2 separate regions of the Danio rerio genome follow, and region 1 is linked to region 2. The links are chromatin contacts, called in public Hi-C maps. All regions are on one chromosome and are shown on one strand. The core of a region is the stretch at or near the end of the contact, and the rest is flanking DNA. Distances in the headings are between cores, read along the strand shown. Region 1 holds the start of grem1b (gremlin 1b). Region 2 overlaps LOC100148950 (formin).

Region 1 (3,311 bases), core at 796-3,295, 110 kb before region 2:
TAACTATTTGTAATTACAAATAAGGTGAATTAAGTCATTTAAAGATCAGATTTTGCTTTTTAAAATGTATTTTGGTAGAATATTTGTATGTATTTTCAAATAAACCGTTTTGAATGTTGATCTGTATCATATTATCTGATCAATTCTGCTGGTTTTGTAAGACTCTCCTTTATTGAGCTTATTATTTCTTGGTTTTAAGCGTAGCTTTTCCTCATGAATCGTGTAATTATATGAGCAAAACCCAGAGCTGCAGTGTTTTATAAATGACAATGCGTTCATATTTGCGGTCGGTTGTTTTGTAGACAGAAAAGAGGATGAATGAAAAACACATGCTGAGAATAAACTGACGTAACACTCAAACTCTAAACAATTATGAACTGAATTAATGGCTCTGAATCAATCAAACAAGAGCAGATGTGTTGTTAGAAAGTGCGCTATGGCGAAATAAATCAATTGCAGCTTCGCTCTTTCTTTCGATTATACGGAAAAACAGTCCGATTCTGTCATTGTTTACTCACCTCATGCTGTTCTGTAAGCGAAAAACATCCCAGTCGCTCGTTTTCCGACGATTTTGACCAAAAACAACATCAGTTATCGTAAAAATGTTAATATGTGACGCTTGGCGCGCTATTGTGTGAAATTATAGTTTTGTATGAAACCGTTTTAGCCGTTACATTCAAACCTTCTTCAGTTTAAAATGGGCGCCGTTTTTCAACTGCAACTTGACCTCTATTGGTTCTCGTGTGTCACGTGACTAATTGTGCAAATGTTTGGGAGCAAAATAATATTTATCATAACTCGACATAACAAGTTTCAAAACTATCTTCAATTACATTCAATTATAAATAAAGGTGCCATTTAGATTTTAGAAAAAGGAATAAAGACTACTCATAATGTTCAAACCACCCCCGTGTGGTGTTTTTTAATAGTTTTAATATACAATTTTTCTTTAAACCTGAACTTATAACTGAACAATATTTAAATAATAGCTATATATTTAAAGTACACCCCTTAAAAAAGACAATTCTGACATAATGTATTCATTTTCCAGTTTATTCTATTGAACACAAAAGAAGATATTCTGAAGAATGTTGGAAATCATTGGTATTTTCTTTTAAATACTATGAATGTAAATGGCCACATATTTCCAGCATTCTTTATATCTTCATTTGTGTTCAACAATAGACAGAATCTCTAGTTTAAAACCACATGAGAATGAGTAAAAAATAAAGGGAATGTTCATTTTATTTGCTTAAACTGTCTTTTAAAATCATAAGATTGTGTAGAAAATCATAACAGCCTGGCAACATGGTGGCACAGTACGTAGTGCTGTTGCCTCACAGCAAGAAGGTCGCTGGTTTGAACCTCGGCTGAGTCAGTTGTCATTTTTGTGTGGAGTTTGCATGTTCTCCCCGTATATGCGTGGGTTTCCTCGAGGTGCTCCAGTTTCCCCCACAGTCCAAACACATGCACTAAAGGGGAATTGGGTACGCTATAAATTTGTCCGTAGTGTATGTGTGTAAATTTGAGTGTATGAGTGTTTCCCAGTGATGGGTTGCAGCTGGAAGGGCATCCGCTGCGTAAAACATATGCCGGATAAGTTGGCGGTTCATTCCGCAGTGGCGACCCCAGCTTAAAAAAGGGACTAAACTGAAAAGAAAAAGTTTATAAATATAAACAGCCCATTTAAATATAAGCACACACAAAATCAAAACAAACATAACATTAATTGAGCCTGAAACTTCTGTTTTACATTATAGGCTATATATTTTTCTTGTTTTATTATCTGGGACATGCCACTGACACATATATTCACACATCTGCATACAGTTGAAAATGCCAAAAAGCATAAATCCATCATAAACAACTTTATGATCAACATGCATGTTTTTTATATATGTTCCTGTTATGAATGACAGTAGAATGATGAAGTGTGTGATGCACAGACTGACGGAGCCTCCTCTCAGTGTGTGTGTGTGTGAGGGGGCGGACAGCTCTGATCCTCCAGCATTGTGTCTGGTGTGAGCGTGCAGAGATGTAATGCACATTTAAACAGCAGAGCGTCAGTGTGTGTGTGTGTGTCTGTCTGTCTATGGTCTATGGGACGCTTCACAGATCGTTTCTTCTCCAAGATCTCCACCAGCAGAAGCTCATCCACGCTGACAGGTGAGAGATCTTTACTGTGGTCTTCACTGCAGGTTTACATCTGTATTTATAAATTTGTTCAATGCTTTTATCTAAAGGGACTTACTTTGCACTCACTGTATAATGCAGACAAATGGGGATCGAACTCATGACCTGCTGACCAGCTGTACAAATGACAAAAAATACAACTGTATATTTAATTTATTTCATTTAAAATTAGTTATTTAAGTTACTAACGATATAACTCAAGATCTTACGATCATACTAGATCCATCATGGCTCTTAAAAACTAACTATACTCTGAAAGTTCTCTTTAGAAGGGGATATAGCCCAATGTTAGGTCAAAGATGGACCAAAAAACAACTATTTTATTAAAAAATGACATTTTAAATTAAACTGATAAAATGAACCAGTGGTTTTGTCTATATTTGACCTAATGTTGGGCTACAAAAACCTGTTTTTTAGACTAATATATGCATATTAATAATTGTTTTACTGGCATGCTTGGTTTGGGACTTGTGGAGCTGTGCATGGATGGATTTGCTCTTCAGTGTTTGGACTCTCAGTAGTGAATATTAAACCACACTGAACTGAACTAAACTGAACTCTAAAAACTGGACAAAGTTTCAGTTTACTAGAACTTCTGTGTTCAGCTGCTTTGACACAATCTACACCGTGGAATCGCTGGAGAAATACAGATGAATTGAATTATATGTTGTTTAATTTTTATATCAGTCTAAACATTAAAATGGAAACGGAGTGCAATAAATCCTTGACATTTTAGAACATGTACACTCCAAATAATGCTGAGTTATTTTAAACCAAAGCTGGGTCAAATATAGTAAAAAACACAGTGTTATTTTTTCAATTAATTCTGAATTAGAAATTTTAACACAATAGTTGACTCTAAAAGTGCATTTATATTGGGTCAAAGATAGACTAAAAACAACCATTGGTTTGGAAAATATCATTTTAAATTTAAGTGACAAAATTAACCCAATGTAGGTTAGTCCAATTGTTTTTAAACTTGAGTTTATGCATATTAGTAATAGTTTTTGCTGATTGAAGTTTGTTTAATAACTGTCAAAACATTAAAATGGAAAATAAAAAATGAAGTGCATGAAGTCTTTGACATTTTCAAAAATATAGACTAAAATGCTGAGTTA
Region 2 (3,182 bases), core at 20-2,519:
ATATGGTCTTCTGCTGCTGTAGCCCATCCGCCTCAAGGTTGGACGTGTTGTGTGTTCAGAGATGCTCTTCTGCAGAGCTCGGTTGTAACGAGTGCTTATTTGAGTTACTGTCGCCTTTCTATCAGCTGGAACCAGTCTGGCCATTCTCCTCTGACCTCTGGCATCAACAAGGCATTTGCGCCCACAGAACTGCCGCTCACTGGATATTTCCTCTTTGTCGGAGCATTCTCTGTAAACCCTAGAGATGGTTGTGCGTGAAAATCCCAGTAGATCAGCAGTTTCTGAAATACTCAGAGCAGCCCGTCTGGCAGCAACAACCATGCCACGATGGTCAAAGTCTCTTAAATCCCCTTTCTTCCCCATTCTGATGCTCACTCTGAACTGCAGCAGATCCTCTTGATCATGTCTACATGCCTAAATGCAGTGAGCTGCTGTCATGTGATTGGCTGATTAGAAATTTGCATTAACAAGCAGTTGGACAGGTGTACCTAATAAAATGGCCGGTAAGTGTATGTTTATATATATATATTTTTTTTATTATTATTTTACTTTGAACAATATAAGTTAGTCCTTATGGTTTGAATGCCAATGTTATTATATTTAACTAAAACAAGGATACGTGTTCATCTACATGTCACCACCATTATTAAACCTCTGATTATGTTGCTGAAGCACGAGTGTATGAACAACAGCATTATAGAGTCTCTCATGACCTCTAGTGTTTTCTGTCACACTGTAAATAATATCTGTAAATTAGCAGTTTTCCGTATTTTATGATTCATGTTTTTATCCCCCCCTGTTTATTTCTGGTTCTGAATTGCATTATGGGATCCTGAGCTTTCTTTCTTTCAACTTTTAACCTTGTAAAGTGTGTAAAAGTGTCTTTCCTGCTCGTGTGTAATAGTCTGCAGTGCTTAATTTTTCTGTGTTGGTGTTGTACATTACGCTACAGAAACCTAGTAATAAACTGCAGCATGTTCTGTTATTTCACACACTTATTTCTCTACATATTATTTCTTATACACTATATTAATACAAACTACTAAAATGTCAATAAATGTCACTTTATTAAACTGTAGAGTTGAATTTACAACAACAGAAGTAAACAGAGCAGAGATCAACATCCCATAATGCAATTCACAACCCAAAATAAACACTTGGGAATCACAAAAAACAGAAAGTGTTCATTAACAGATGTTTTACAGTGCAGAAGTGCAGCTAAAACACAAGTGTATGAACACTCATTATAGCGTCTCTCATGACCTCTAGTGTTTCCTGTCAGTACTGCAGCTCTTCCACTCACCTGCAGTTTCTCCAGCTCCTCTTTACTCTCTCTCTTCAGCTGAAGGAGCGCGGCCTGATGCTCTGACAAAACACAAAGCAATACACTAAATTGTAAAATAAAATACAATAATAATAAGCAGTAATAAGTAAATCATCTCACCTGCTTCAGTGTAACGCAGTCCCACCTTCTCCTCGGCGGCCTCTTTAGGTGGAGGCCAGACAGCCTGCAGACGTCCAGGCGTTCGGTCTTCGCCATCGGATGGAGACGTGACTTCAGACTGAGTGCAAACACACAGACAGAGCATGTGCAGAGGTTAACCAGAGGAGAATAAATAAATCCCACAGTTGCATTAGTTATGAGCTGCATTTAGCACTTCATAACTACTGTATAACCAGTGCTGGACAGTAACTACTTGGGAACGGTGGGTGGGGAAAAGCAGCTCATTTGCATTTCTCATCATGTGAAGAGCGAGGAGGGATCCAGGGGTGAGAAGGATGCGCGACTTATGTGAGGACCGGGAGGGAGACGCGCTGTTTCCGGGAGATTATCACTCGTTCGCGGGCATTATGAGTCCCGCAAATGCATAGAGACTCCCGGAAGACTTGGGATGTCTGAATATCACGTTTAACAACTATAGTGGGACGCGATCCAGCAGTACATCCTTCATCAACTGTCCCACGTGCACTGCTCTCTGGAGCTCAGAGGAGCGCATGACAGTGTGTGGATGGGTGTGTGAGGCTGTGTGTGTGTGTGGTCATGTGATGTGTGTTTTCAGCAGACAGGAGGGCTGTTCAGAAATGCTAGGTAAAACACGGTGTGGATGTGGATCATTTTCGTTCTAAAAGTGTGTGTATTTTTCATGAGCGGGTTTGCGACGGGTCGGGGCGGAGGATCGGCGATGCTGGCTCAGCATTGTGCTGTCTATTGGCCATTGCCGATGGATGATGGCATCGTCTATCGGCCCAACCCCAATCTTACATCTTGTAAAAGGGGTAAAATAGGTGCCTGTTTTCAGTTTTATACAAAGGTTATTATACTGCAGTTCTGATACAGATAAAGATTATTGTGCTTCCTTGTTTAATGATTATCTTATTAACGCGCCACTTTTGCCATTACGAGCTCACTCACTCAGCCTAAGAGTAAGAGTCAGGCATGTTTGCATTTTCATCAAGCTTTCATTGACATATTTACTTTTGCTCATGAGAAATTTACTGAAGTATGGACCTCGGTGATCTTATATTCTTTAGTGGAAAGTAGAGCTGCACGATACTGGAGAAATCTGTGATATTGCAGTTGAATATTGCGATAATATTTCTCACAATATACCATTTCCCAAGAAAAATACAATTTTTAATTAGCTAAATGATTCATTTATTTAATGATATTAAAATAAAGAGGTAAAAGACATTTTTCGCATCCAATTAATTCCAATTCAGACTAAAAAACTGTCAAACATTTAGGCTGTTTCTCAATATGCGTTCTTCAGCAGTCTTGCGTCCTCGTGTAACGTCATCATCAGCTGCCTAAGTTCAGTTCCAATACTCAAGACTGCAAGTACGAAGAACGTGTGAAACTTCGATCTTGATATCGAGGACGCATGGATGCAGACTTAAGCACCGAACTCGCTCGGGAAGTCCCAGAAGTCATTGCGACTGGAGGTGGGAAGCGCAGCATTGTATTTAGGTTTATTATTAAAGTTTAGAGATGTAACTTATTTACCTCAGGAGTTTCCCTAAATGAAACGCTGAATATAAACATTACCATGAACATCTTAATAAAGGAATAAACACATTAAGGGTGTTTGTTTGCTGAAATTCATATTAAAATCTGTTTTATTTATATTGTGCAGGGTATATTTATGATGTTTTTATGCAGAGTTTATATTTCAAAAGGGGAA

Evidence for each region. Hi-C and Micro-C count contacts between places; a contact is called where the count stands out from the background.
Region 1: a Hi-C map of embryo shows a contact between it and region 2, with 3 times the contacts expected there. The contact joins the promoter of grem1b here to the enhancer-like site in region 2. A contact is called at or near these places in 4 of 18 Hi-C or Micro-C datasets (caudal fin, embryo, hematopoietic stem cells and 1 more) and 1 of 4 datasets of contacts at active chromatin or transcription factors (caudal fin).

What each region holds. Positions count from the first base shown.
Region 1 is chr17:1,349,910-1,353,220 of GRCz12tu, reverse strand. grem1b (gremlin 1b) reads left to right here and starts at 2,045. Exons shown (of 2, transcript XM_021467246.3): 1 at 2,045-2,166. The coding sequence starts at 2,100. It overlaps LOC141378487 (a long non-coding RNA gene), which reads right to left and starts at 731. Exons shown (of 3, transcript XR_012393145.1): 1 at 519-731.
Region 2 is chr17:1,240,273-1,243,454 of GRCz12tu, reverse strand. It overlaps LOC100148950 (formin), which reads right to left. Exons shown (of 22, transcript XR_012393130.1): 5 at 1,445-1,562; 6 at 1,304-1,365. Among named protein-coding and RNA genes, the nearest start is that of grem1b, 110 kb to the left of the region's middle. Within about 2 kb of position 1,269, at least 7 of the 62 cell types and tissues checked have an H3K27ac peak or open chromatin away from gene starts, as enhancers often do.